Linked DNA regions of Lactuca sativa: region 1 is linked to region 2. Evidence: chromatin contacts called from public Hi-C data. All regions are on one chromosome and are shown on one strand. Each heading gives the region's core, a stretch centred on a gene start, on an enhancer-like site or on the middle of the called end of the contact. The rest is flanking DNA. Distances are from core to core; before and after follow the strand shown.

What was found. Hi-C and Micro-C count contacts between places; a contact is called where the count stands out from the background.
Region 1: a Hi-C map of leaf shows a contact between it and region 2, with 10 times the contacts expected there. The contact joins the promoter of LOC111904912 here to the promoter of LOC111896226 in region 2. A contact is called at or near these places in 2 of 4 Hi-C or Micro-C datasets (both in leaf).

The regions. Positions count from the first base shown.
Region 1 is chr5:32,114,358-32,121,883 of Lsat_Salinas_v11, forward strand. LOC111904912 reads left to right here and starts at 5,363. Exons shown (of 6, transcript XM_052763970.1): 1 at 5,363-6,183; 2 at 6,268-6,485; 3 at 6,565-6,732; 4 at 6,839-6,959; 5 at 7,156-7,227; 6 at 7,440-7,526. The coding sequence starts at 6,027.
Region 2 is chr5:31,715,997-31,723,324 of Lsat_Salinas_v11, forward strand. It overlaps LOC111896226 (FHA domain-containing protein DDL), which reads right to left and starts at 3,823. Exons shown (of 11, transcript XM_023892237.3): 1 at 3,527-3,823; 2 at 2,625-3,200; 3 at 2,413-2,441; 4 at 2,250-2,319; 5 at 2,106-2,163; 6 at 1,910-2,002; 7 at 1,700-1,814; 8 at 1,570-1,617; 9 at 1,458-1,503; 10 at 1,233-1,303; 11 at 910-1,129. The coding sequence starts at 3,182. The coding sequence ends at 1,093.

The DNA of each region.
Region 1 (7,526 bases), core at 4,113-6,612, 400 kb after region 2:
GTCGTGAACACTGTGTTCACGTCATGAACTCTGACACATTGTTGGGGTTCGCGCCCCGAACTTCAGAAATTCATAACTTTCGCATACGAGCTCCATTATCGACGCTCTTTATATCCACGCGTATGTGAGATTATGCTCTACAACTCTTGTTTAGACTCCGTCAGCTAATTTTGACTTTAATTTTTATTATATTATTTTTAGTAGCCCGAGACAGGAAAACTCCGTTATAAACTCATAAATTCTTTATCCGACTTCCGTTTTCGTCTGTCATTTTACCGTTGAACTACTATCGACGAGATCTTCGATTCATTGTTTAGATTGTTTCAGCTAGAAATCGCTCAATCTCATATTCGAACTTTGGGTTGCATATGCTAAGTCGAAACTTCGAAAAATCATAACTTCCTCATACGAAGTCAGATTTAGACGTTCTTCTTATGCACGCTCTCGGTTTAACATATTCTACGACTTTCATTTAGATAGCTAATGCCAAATATCGCTCTATCATAAATTCACTATTTACGTCGCGCTGTGTCGTGTCGATTCTGTCGCGAAACTTCGACAGGTCATAACTTCTTCGTTATAACTCGGATTTCAGCGTTCTTTATATGTATGGAATCCTTGTAGCATATACTACAACCTAGTTAAGATTAATCCTTGTAAATAATCTTCCATAAAAAAGTCATTTATGATGCTTATCGTCTCTAAATTGACTAGCCCGGATTTACGGGCGTTACAATTTTCATACTTTTCAAAAATGGTCTAAAAATGTGATTTCTTATAGAAATGGGCCGAAAATAACAATATTTAATTAATTGGGCCAAAAATGTCTCTATTACAAAAATTAGATAGTTTGTTGTTTTGGTAAACCTCGAACAAAAACAAAACAACGAAATAATTAACAAATTGACGAAATACATTGATAACATGTTGTTAGGCCTAATACTCTCGCTACATGGTTAATGGGCCTTAGGGATCCATTTAAGTGTATATTGGGCCGAATATTTTCCATAGCATGTTTATTGGGCCTTTGTGGCCCATTGATATGTTAATTTGGGTCTGAGATATGGATCGCATTTTTATTGGGCCTTAATAGTCCATTTACATGCCTATTGGGCCTAAATTACCCTTTTACATGTTTATTGGGCCTTAGTGGTCCATTTACATGCTAATTGGGCTTGGACTGAAAATCACATGCTTAGTGGATCTTAACTATCCATCTTCATATCTATTGAACCTCATATATTCATATACATACTTTTGGGATTTGCAAACTTAAAACATACACGTGAACATTATACTTGGTGAAATACATTATTCGTGAACAAGTTGAGAATCTAGTGAGACTTGTCGCTTGACACCTTTGAGTGTTTGATCGTAGCCTGTAGTTATAACCAGAGTCTCCTGGAGGGAGAGCGGGAGTTTGTGTATAGATCTATACGGGGTGACCCTCCACGCCTTAGCTGTTCCCTATAGCTAGACTAGGCCAGTCTAGGGCGACAAACCTTACCTACATCAAAACCGGCACCTGAAAAACACCAAGACATGCGAATTAGTCATTATCAAGCATGGTTGTAACGGCTCAATTAGAGACTAACTTCATCAAAGATTTCGGTATATTAATATTAATCTTGATGATACTAAAAACATACATACAGCCATACACGGTCTTGGAAATTTTATGGCATCAACACTCATATAAGCAGAAAATATCGGATTTTTTGGGATCAATACAATTATACATTACCTTCTACTTACAACAGAAAATACATGATTTTATCTGGATTACATCTTTATTATCGATACATTTTAACTACAACAAACACACATGCATTAATACTTGATTTTGATACATCACGTTCAAAACATTTTCAGAAAATATCGGATTTTCTGGTGTATACAAACAATTCGAAACTTTTCATTCAAATATGCTTATGAACTCACCAACATTATATATATATATATATATATATATATATATATATATATATATATATATATATATATATATATATATATTGACGTTTTTCAAAATAACTTGTATTCTCAAGGAATCGTTATGAAGAAAGGTCGGCAGGAAATGGTGAAATTTATTATATTTTGTTATCAACATACATTAAAAATTTTGAACATGTAACATTGTACTTATGTAAACAATGCTGGTTGTATTCTCAAAGATGCTAGATTTTTTTTTTTAGATATGAATTATAAACTTTGGTGTTATAAGGGCAAAGTTTTTGAATGAGTGAAAAAAAATCCATTTTAGTGGTATTATTTTAGTTATTTCTAGTACTTATTGCTTGCATTTGGTTTTGTGGTTTTGCAAAAAGTTTATTTTATGATTATGAACATTTATTGTTAAAGATAATGTGTATGAATGCCATAAATTCTCTAAATAATTATTGAAGTCAGGCTAGTGTTCATTAACTTTTTGTCATCTTTTTTCTTGGACTCAAAGATCTATCAGAATACCGACTCTTAAATTCTACCAAAGATTTTTGTCAATACATATTTTGTGTTTTGTTTACATGTAAAACAATGTATACTTTTGGTGTTTTGAGAGTTGTATTTAATGTAATTGTAATAAAAATGTTATTTGGCTTCAATTTTAACTACATTGTTGATCATGCTTTTGTAATGGTTTTTGTTTGAGATTTAGACTGACAATCCGCATAAAGTTGGGATTTTATTTTTTTTATAATATTTAAGTTTCAAAATGATCATCATTCTTGCAATGAAGGACACCCTACTCTTTAATATCATTAGCTTACAAGATTTATTTTAGGTTTAACATAATAGTTTAATGTTGTAAAAAAATATTGTTGTGGTTGTATCAATTATATTTCAATGTTATAAAATTAAATTTATTTAAATTGTAATGTTGAAAACTCTTTTACGTTTAAAAAATCAACTTATTTTAGCAGACTGCAGACATTAAAAACAAACAATCTTCTTCATACAAACTGAAAATTTTTGGTCCACCTCTTTTACTGCAAAGGTCTGCAGATAAGGTTTGCAGGCTGCAGACATTTTGATTCTGGAAAAACAAACAACACCTAAGTATTTAGATTCACGGTCATATTGGCGTTTTTGGCAAAACTAGCGGAAAGCTGATAGCTAATAGCGTTTTGCTAAAAGCTATGTGTGATAGCTTTTAGATTTGAAGTGTTTTGTTTGAACTAAACGATAAAAATTTGTAGTATCAAATGAGACTTTTGTTCAAAATAGATCGTTTTGTCAAACGGTAGAAGTTATAAGCTCTCAAACTTTTACAAACGTTTTGTGTCAAACACGCTCATAGTCTAATGTTTTCTTAAGTTTTCATTATTAAAAACAATTGTCATTATAAATATAATTACCATATATATTCCAAATTTATGTAACCACAATTATCAATATCATGGAAGACATATTTTGGAAATTCAAGTTTTTTAATTATGAACACGTTTATTGATTCATTAGTAAATGGTTAATTGGTCAATCGGATAATCGAGTCGAAAAAAATAAGTTAATCGATTATTTCGGTTTAGGTTTAGGTTCGAAAAATTAGCAAACCGATCTCTTTGTTTAACCTTTTATAATACGATTTCAATTCACTTAACCATCCAGTTTGTATATGTATTTTTTTATTTTATTTTAATATCATATATTACTTGGAAAAAACTTAAACGCCTTTCCATAACAAAACATCACTTCTATAATGTTGACAAGATTATTTGAATACAATATTTTTAAAATAATTCATATTGTTGTCTTCAACATTTTGATTATATCCTCGATTAAAAGTATAGAAAAGACAAAATTAAAAAATTAAAAAATTAAAAAAATAAAATAAAGGCTTAAATGTATTCAACTCCAAGTGGCAATCATGAATTCCATTTTTCGTGTAATATCATTTTCCTTTATAAACCATGATCGCGGAAATCATGAAACCCATTTTTTGAAAAATTCTATTATTTTATTGTATTATTCTTTAGATATAAATGTACCAAATTAAACTTTTTTTCAGGAAAAATATGGAACAAAATTATAGATTTTTTGAAAACTTCATTTAGCGTAAGATAAAGTCCTCATTTTGATGACAGTCTAAAAAAGGACCAAATGTCACATCCATATCTTTAAACACAATACTATTATCTTTTCATGTATTGTAACAGAAAATAATTACATATTTGACTTATAAATATCGTAGCGGATAGATTATTGATAAATTGTCCACTATCAAAACATGAGTTCACTAAAAATTTACAAACTTTTGTTTAACACTTAAATATCCTCAAATTTTCATACAACTACCAAAGAATCGGTTCTTCAATACGTCACATTTCATTAAATGCCATTTGTACCGTACAAGTCGAGAAGCATCATTCAAAACAAAAACATGTCTTGTTTATGTCATTTTCGAAAATACAGAAAGAATATATCACTTTCAAAGTCCAAATCTCTCTTGTGACAAAAATTTTAAATCATTTGCACATAGATTTCTTCTCCTAATTAATAATGCCGGATTACATGCAAAATTACACCCACTAAACGATGCCGTTTCACTTCTTTTGCCGGCCATCAACCCCCTTTAAAAACTTCACGAAAATCTTAGTGTTCTCAGCCAAAGTCCCGGCATTTCTTCGAGCCCTAATCACGTTACATGTTCATTATTTCACACACATCTATCAATGGATCAAAGAAGATTCAATAAGAATGCAGGAAACGAGAACCTACAAAAGAAACTGGCTGAGAACAGACGAAAAGGAAGTCGGGGCCAAGAACAAGTCCCTGACATTGCGGATTTCATGAACGATATGTTTTTCGGAGCGGTAAATAATGAGAAAAAAGTGTACAATCTCAGTGGTGGTGGCGGGGATGCGGTGGATGAAGAAGACGATTTTGATTCGAGCACTCGCAGTACAAGTAGCAGGTTGACTCAGGAATGGCTAGAGGAAGCGAAGAAGTTGATGGCTTCTTCGCCTGGCCGTGGGTCCACAAGAGCCGAGGGGCATTCACCTTCCCGGCTCGTTGGGTCGCCTAGATTCGGTGTGTCAGGGCCTAGACTGTCGACTTCTTCATTAACAGAGAGAGATCCTCTTTCTCGGTCTGCTAGAAGGTATAATTTTTTTATTATAATGCTTTAGTTTAATTTCTCTCTCTCTCTCTCTCTCTCTCTATATATATATATATATATATATATATATATTTATCTAAATACAAAAACAAATATTATGTGTTATAAATTGAATTAAAGAGAATAAAAGTAACATGTTATAAATGACTAGACTTGTAAAAGTAAAATAATTAGTGAAAAATCTATATAATACACAAATACATAAAAGGGATTTTGATGTTGAATGTTTGATGTAAATTGAAAATACAGACACAGGTCGGTGGATGGATTCACCGAAGAAATCTTAACGAAATCTTCGAAGCACAGTCACAGTCGTAACAACTCCCAGACCGCCGTGGAATCTTTTTCGAACTCTCCTCATCCACCCGCCGACGGTTCCCCTGCCGCTGCTGTCCAGAAATGGTTCTCCAACATCCTTAAACCGCCCATTGCCGGAGATTCAACGACTTCCACTGCATCACCACCTGCCACCACAACACCTCTAGACATTATCCCACCTCGAGTATCCACCCACCGCCGCTCTCGTTTCGAAAACCAATCTTCTCCACCACTACCACCAACATCACCCTCCCCCACCCACCACACCACCGCCGCCGACTCAACAGCTGCCCTTGTCCCACCTCGACTATCAACCCACCGAAGATCCAGATTCCAGAACGACCCTAATGCAGCTCAACCCCAAATAATACCACCTAGAAGAACCATTAAAACCACCGCCACCGCAACTCCGGTGGACACAAGATTGTTGTCTCCGCCTAAGCACCTCATTGAATCATCTCAACGGAGATCAATATCATCCTCTACATGCTCTCTTACAGAGAAACATATCCTTTCGCCGCCGCGGAATCTAGTGGAATCAGCTCAACGGAGATCGATTTCATCATCTACATGCTACACAGACAAAATCTCGATGAAATCTAGTCCTATACACGGCGAACCAAAGGATTCAGAACTAGGTCAACTGGATCTTAATGCGTTCTTGAAGGAGCAAAGAATCAAAATCCTAAAGCTACTGAATGGGGAAATCAAAGGAAAAGCGAAGATTGTGCTCTCTGGACATTCAAACAGTAATTTTCTATTCATTTAAGATTGGTAAAACGAAGATAATTAAAGACAAGTTTTAATATAGTTTTGAACGAACAATAATTCAGGTACAAGTTCAATGGTGGCAGCGATTTGCCATGCATGGTTGTTGGATACTCGGATGAGAAGCAAAAGGCATGCGGTGGTTGCAGGGGGCGGCAGCACCATGGAAATGGTGGTGCCGGTGTTAAATGTGAGAAGGGAAAAGATGTGGAAGCAGCGGCAAGCCGCCTGGCTCTTCCACCATGCTGGTGTTGATGCCGCCTCCATCCTCTTCGCCAACGAGGTTTCGTCTCTTTGATATCGTTATGTCACCTTTCATATATGTAACAGTTACTTAATTCCTTGCCACGTGTCGATACCAGATTGAATTGGAGGTGCTAATGATGAACAAACAGTTAAGCATCCTCGTCGTCGGGCAAGACATCCTCAAGAATAATGGGGAGGTTGGATCAAAGTGCACCACCCTTACGGATAATTATTGTGAAGATGCTTATGATCTACTTCAAAACCCCGTTTTGAAAAAACTTATGGTAAATACTATTAAATAACACGAACTGATTATTCGTTTCATAGGCTTTGTGATATTGTGGTTTTAAATTTTAATAATACAATACTAATTTATTACATTTAAATCAGCTTGCGGGTATTTTATTAGACACACAAAACTTGAACACGACAACTACTAAAGATACTGAGGCTGCGCGTTTGCTTTCCGTAGGCTCTGCACCCAACTATGGAAATAGTTTGTATGATCAACGTAAGTTTCACCTTCTTTTTAGTTTTTTCCTTTGTCCTAAATTAAAATAATTGGTCATGTTCCTAAATTAGCCACGTTTTCAATGCAAAAATGACGGTTTCGTCCTCAATAGTGATTGTTTTCTTTCATGGATAACTAAAGAGTTACTATGAAATTTATCCCACGACTCATAATAATGTCTAGATTTTGGTTGCAGTGACACAAGAACAAAGAGATGGTGCTTTCTTTGAAGCTTTAAGGCAGAACTATGGGAAACCTCCTAATGAGAGTATGTTTTTCATGCTTTCCTCATTGTTTTTGTATTAGTAAAATTAATTATTAAAAGGGATATGGCCCACTTGGAGTTGGTTCGGGCCGGGCTATTTTTGGAGCCTTTGACAAGACTGGTCTTTTTTAGGCCCAATCAATTTTCTGTTGGCCACAAGCCATGTTTGTGTTTTTTTTTTTTTTGTAAGATCGTGTTTGTACTTTATATTACAGGCAACCATGAGAGGATATCAACAACTGAAGACAAAGTTATCGAGAGAATACATGAATCCCCAAAAGCATTTGAAAAAGGCTCAAGAA
Region 2 (7,328 bases), core at 2,573-5,072:
ACGGGACATGAAGTCTTGAACCCTCAATTTCAAGGAGTAAGGGCAACACACAGCTGGGCTAGAAACCCTTTTATCTATTAGCTAAATGCTTAACAATAATTTTATATTGCACTCAGTTAAGCTAATCGGTCTATAATCTTTAAAGATCGAGGGACTATCTACCTTTGGAATCAAAGTAATGAAAGAAGAATTGCAGCCATTAGGGATGCGATGTGTATCAAAGAATTCTTCAACAAAGTTGCAAATATTATCCTTCATACGCTCCCAAAACCTTTTCATAAACCGGAATGAAAAACCATATAGGCCATGTGCCCTAACACTCCCACAAGACCAAATAGCAGCACAAACTTCCACTTCAAAGAACCTCGAGCCCAACACATCCCTATGTGCCTAGGAGAGATGCAAAAGCCCAGGTCAAGGATGAAAAGAAGCCACCCCGAGAACCTTTTGTATTTTTTTTCAAGAAACCAAATGAAATGATCTCTAACGTGAACAGGTGAAGTCCTCAAGGTTAATTTGATATTTTTATAGTAGATAAGGAAAGGAAATAAGATGCTTTGGGTATATCGCAATTCTCAATGAATGATAAAATCGGTTGGTTACAGAATATAATATACATTGACTGATTTTTTAACCAAACATTTTTGATGGAATTATCTTTTTCCTATTCTTTCGGAATCCATAAAACAAACAGACAGGCAAGCGTAAACGGTTTATTGCGCACTTGGAAAGAAAGAGTATGCATTCATAAGATCATCACTTTATGTCGAATAATCTAACACAAAAGACGTATATATAATTTAATTATATTCTGTTTAACAAAAAAAAAAAAAAAAAAAAATCAAAGATTCAAACAACTAAACTGTGTTTAATAACCTAAATCTAGTAACTAATTGCAAACAGACAAACTGTTGAATTGATGATAGATATAGTTTGACTTGAGGAGACTAACTTTTGTAATTTACCTCTTAACACCGGTTTTCTTGTTAAATCAATCAAACATCACAAACTAATAACAAAAGCATTAACAATATAACAATATTTGCCTAAAATCTTAGAAAATACTCCAGTTGTAGAACCCAAGAAAATCTTCTACGCGGAATTCTCATGCAAAAGTACATACTCTCGGCTGCAAAACACAAAAATAATATAAATATAAATATAAATATAAATATAAATAAATCATGCCACATGCACATCTGTGAAGCGGATAACAGCAATTAGCAACCTACCTGCTATTCCCAAACTTAATGGTGTCTTTTTCCATGAGTTCATAATATCGTTCAGCTTCAATACGATTATCCTACATTCACAACAAAACATATATATATATATATATATATATATATATATATATATATATATATATATATATATATATATATATATATTTATTACTATTAAATTAAACATCAATACATTATCATGTCATGTCATGTGTGTGTGTGTGTGCTTACATTTATGAAAGTCCCATTCGTGCTCCCCAAGTCCATTATGTAAGGCCTACAAAAGCAAAAATTCAGATAACATATAAAATAAAGTACACATTGAAAGAAACAACATTTTTACCTTATTTTCATGGCTAGCATGCCATCAGGTTGCTCCACCTCAACTTGCCTGAGAATTAACAGAAATGGAATATTCCGTCCAAAAACAGGAATAAGAATAAACAGGAAGTTGAGATGGTGATTATACATACCGATACTGAAGGACAGCATGCTGTTTGCTGCATGATGGATGGTCTGTAGGGATGTCTGCTACCCTTCTTTCTCTCCCAAATAGATAGCAGGTTTGACGATGCACATACAAAGGCTCTGTTTTTCATTTTTATTTTTTAAATAAAAACTCACATAAAAACCAATATTTGACTTTATATAATAAAAAAGAGATATGGTCAAACCCACCCTACCATTAAGCACTTCACCACCCTTGAAAACATAAAGCCTCCATCTTATTTCTGGTTTCCTTGCATCTGGTGGCTCAGTAAACAACAGTGTCACACCTACCATAAAAAAAAATATCATATTAATTTAGTTTCTTGAAAAATCTGTTTCTATTGTCTATAAGAAAGAGAGGGAAAAGAAGTGAACAAAAGACTCAATCACCCTTGACTCGATTTGTCTCAGCTGCAAGTTTTCCAGACAACTCAAAAGAAGGCTTTTGCTGCAACAATATTAAGTCATGTATGTCCACATTAAGCCCATTAAGTAAAAAAGGAAAGAGCAACAAAATGATTAAACTTGAATCACCTTTTCCTTAGTTGCAAGTGCCTCTTCAGCAGCCTTCATTTGTGCTACTGAATCATCATCATTGCCATTCCTAATCACACACATTATATAGCATTAGCATCTATAATCAGATCATGTAAAAAATATGGGCTACAAAAGTTTAAAAGTTCAGATAGGTGCTCACTGATGATCATCACCTCTTGAGTTATTTCCCTGGAAAATAAAACAAAATGGAAGTCAATAACTTCATTTACAATTTACAAATCATCCATGGAAACAAGAACAGTATAATGCTCGATTCAAATCATTATCTCAAATGTGCATAAACAGTTTTTTTTCATCAAGATCATATAGAAGAAAGTAGATGAGTTAAAAGATATGGATATCACCAGACACCTCATCACGTGCTCCTCTAGGAGGCGAATCAGATTTGTGTCTACTCCTGTGACCTTCTCCCCCATGTCTGGATTTGGAGGATCCGTTTCCATTGCCATCTGAATCCCTCTCTTTATGTGTAACCTTGTCACTTCCACTAACATGTCCTCTGCCTTTCATTTCATCAGTTTTATCAGCTTGGGCTCTTCTCAACCTTCTGGTTCGTGGTGATGGTGATCGAGATTCATGTGATGCAGGTGACCTGGTTTTACCATGTCCTCTTTCACTTGGTTTATCATCCTTATTGTTAGATCGATCTCTTCTTAACCTTTTACTCCTTGGTGATGGTGATCTTGAGTTTGCTCTTACAGGAGATGCAGGTGTCTGCTTTGAGGATCTTGTGTGGCTTGAAGGTTTCTCTCTCGATGGTGAATGAGTAGGAGGAGGATTTGGGTGGTGTCTTGAAGCCCTATCTCTACCTGGTGATCTTCCTGATCTTTCTCTCCTTGAAGGGCTCCTATGAGAAGACCTGTGATTCCTAACAGGAGATTCTGAATGATCAGAGGAATTACGCCCCATGAGGGAGGGTTGAAATTCCTGAAATTAGAGAATATATAAAGAAATCAAATAGCAGATAAACATGCTCCCCCTACATGAACTTGAACTGAAGTTCTAATCTTACATACCAGAAAACCTACTATAAGATGGAATTCTCAAGGTACAACATCAATTAATGAGAGTAGAAGCACAATGAAAGTACAAGCACAATGAAACGTCCGTAAATCAAGTGGCGTGTAATAGTTGTATAGCATGAAGAACAACAAAATTACCAAATTCAAACTTTTGAAGCATAGCCGAAAGAAATTTGAAACGAAATACATTCCAGTGTGGAAGAAAACCCTAGAAGAATGAGTGAAACATACCTGGAGACAAGACAAAACTTGTAAGGTGATGTTGATGGAGCACAAACGATAATGACTGCCTAATCTGGAACGTAGACGCAGATAATCACTAGCTTGTCAAGAGGAGTGAGCGGTGTTATGGAGAATACAGGGGTGGAGATGGCGAGAGCTCTGATTTTTTTTTTTTTGTGAAGATTGAGGAATCGGGGGAGGATGCGTACGCTGATAAGTGGGCTGGGCTGTTAGGGAAATCATATGGGTTTTCTTCGATCAATCCAGAATTCCAGATCCAGTATATTTAGGAATGGCAATCAACCCGGGTATGGTATCCCCCATTCCCGAACCTAGAACTTAAAATCGGGAGCCTAGCATGATAAAAAATAGAAAAAACATCATAAATGGTCCGTGTGTTTTTTTAAAATCTGAAGTTCAGTCATCGTGGTTTAAAAACGTCATAGCTGGTCACTGTGCTTGGAAAACTTTTGACGATTAGTCCTTATTGCTAACTCCGTTAAGTTTTGTCCGTTAACTGAAGGGTATTTTCGTCATTTCACTACCACAGGGACCATTTATGATATTTTCTCTTATTTTATAAAAAATGAAATAATATACAAAGGGGGTCCCACCTCTCTCTCTCTCTCTCTCTCGTATGAACACCACCACAATCCCTAAAATACTAAACATGTTCTGAATTTTGGGTTCTTTAATCGATGTATAGGAAAGGAAGGAGTAAACTTCATGGTTACTTCTAAACTAGTTGTCGATGGTTAAGTGCTACAATAAGGAGGTGGGGTTTGAGTTAATTGGTACAAACAACGGGGAAATGAATCGTCGTCTTCATTAAGTGGATGAAGAAACAAACGAAAAAAAGGAAAAATTAGGAATCTCCGGTGAGGCTGGGAGATCATGAGAAAGGGCAGACGTTGACCTCCGGCGACCCTCGTGGGTTCAATTTTCGTCTGATCGGAAGGGAGAAGTACGAACGAAATCAGCAAATGAGGTTCTCCGATGGGGTTTAATAGATCATGAGGAGGGAATAGCTGATCCTCGAGTGCCTTCATCTTCGCCTTGGTCATCGTCTTCATCTGATGGGAATGGAAATCGAACGGAGTGGTCAAAAGAGGTGGTCCGACGACTGAAATTGGTGAAGAAGAAGAAGGGTTGTTGGATTTTCCGACGGCCCTTCTCTGTCTGTTCGTTTCCGGCTAACGCGAAAGGGGATGGGAGGAATTTGGCCCTCACCTGTTTGAGAAAGAACTAGACAAAATCAGAAGTCGGGTGGGGGCGTGGGACTTTGTCTTCATCAGATTGAAGGAGAAGAAAATGAGAGCAACGACATGGGGTGTTCGAGGGTTGAGCTTCAACGGGAAGGGATCTGTTGGAGGTTGGGATGGAGGCAACAACCTCCTCTCTCTCATCTTCGCGTTTTCTAGCGATCGGAGGACCACCCACCTTCGGTGGGTGAGTCTTGGCAGTCTAATGAAGAAGAAATAGGGACAGCAATAGTAAGTATCGGGGGGTTTTTGTGAGGTGCTAAACAAAGAAGAAAACAGGAGAGTGAGAGTGAGAGAGAGAGAGAGAGAGAGAGAGAGAGAGAGGTGGGACCCCCTTTGTATATTATTTCATTTTTTATAAAATAAGAGAAAATAACATAAATGGTCCCTGTGGTAGTGAAATGACGAAAATACCCTTCAGTTAACGGACAAAACTTAACGGAGTTAGCAATAAGGACCAATCGTCAAAAGTTTTGAAAGCACAGAGACAATCTATGACGTTTTTAAACCACGGGGACTAAACTTCAGATTTTGGGAAAACGCAGGGACCATTTATGATGTTTTTTCTAATATATATATATATATATATATATATATATATATATATATATATATATATATATATATATATATATATATATATATATATAATGATAAAAAATATATACACTAATGTCTAAAAATTAACATGCTGGATATAGGTAATTGACGGTTATTATATTTTTTTTTCCAAAATGAAATATTTTTTTTATATGCCTTCATATCAATTACTAAACCAAATAAAAAAAATTATTATTTTTCAAATAATATATACATAAATATAAAAATCATTTTTTGGGCTATACAGTTACATCCGGACAGGTTTTTACCGGTTTTGTGTGGATTTCGATAGTCTGAGATTTTAAAAATTCGTGTTTTGATTAGCCTATATAAAATCTGATTTTTTTATATATAAAATAAAATTCAAATTTATTCCTACCAAATAAAGAGTTATAAAAAAACTTAATAAAAATCAGATTTTTTTTTTTTGAAAAAACTAGCTTTTAATCAAATAAATTTCTTAATTTTCTAAAACAATTTTTATTTGTACACTTGTATAACTTGAAGTCTAACTATCGCTAAAATAACATATTCGAATACTTCATCAAAAACATAAAATAAAATTCTAAAAACATAAATATAAATAAATGCCAAAATAATTATTGTTTTAAAAAAAAAATGTAAAAAATAATTAATAAAACAAACAAAAATAATAATATTATGTTAATTAATTGAATTAAGAAGAGCCCAATATAGAATAGTATATGGACATGCATAACTTGTAATCATATCCTCGACTCCATATTTTGTTCCATTTTGTTCTACGAACGAGTGTCTCATGTGATCGCGTCAGGACTAAAAATTGTCTTTAATGTTTGTGTTTTTGAAAAAATGGTTGTTAGAAAATTATTTTCATAGTTCTTACTATTTACAAGATTTCTGACAGATCTATTTTGTAACAACTTGAGTTTTATACGATACATGGCTAAATGAAACAAAATTACCACTAGCTCTTGATAAAAAAAAATATTATACTTGTATGATGATTTCAACTACGGTTTATAATTCTAACAATTAATTATGATATGAAAAATGCATGTTTAGATGATTTTTGTGCGATAAGAATAATATTTATTTATATCTTTTATTTATAAATATTAATTATAATAAATTAATATTAGTTAAATAATAAATATAATAAAATTTTCTTTATCCAACAATATAGAAAACAAATTCATATTTAATACAATAAAAATTAAAATTAAATAATTATATATAATATATAAGAAATCATAAAACAAATAGTTCCAAGTTGTCATATCAAATATTCACTTTTAAATAATTATTCTTGTATTTAATATTAATATTATACTTGCTTTAATATGGAGAAATATTATTTTATAATTAGAATGGAAGCTCATGTGTAACATCACAAAGAACATGATAAATTTTTTCATATTTATAAAGCATTTTCACAAAAACAATAAGATGATCAAGCGTTATTTCCAACTCAAATCCATAGAATCAGAGTAACAAATAGTTTCTCAAAACATAAATAAGAAGGAGGATGTCTACGATCACCCATTCACCTTGCCTCTATCATCCGAAATACCTGAAAACAATGAAATCAACAACTTCAAGCCAAAAATTAGTGAGTTTCCCCCAAGGTACCACACACAACCAAACAGATAACAACATGCATATATGAGTCTTCAGCATGACTGAACCACCTCATAGGGCCTACAGTCTCTGGACCGCTCTTTGGGCCTTTGGCCTGTCTGAACTGTCTCGCATGGCCTACAGCCTATCCGGGTCGCCCCGGGTATCTTGACCATCAGCTGTGACATCCCGGAATTTAGGTCTAAAATTGTAGACAAACAGTTCACTGCAAACCTCTTTGTAATTTGACCTATTGATCTTAAATGCATATTTTGAAAAATGTATAGTGTCATTACAACTATTATAAGATATCAGATAGTATCTTACTTCCATTTGTGGAAAATCTCAAA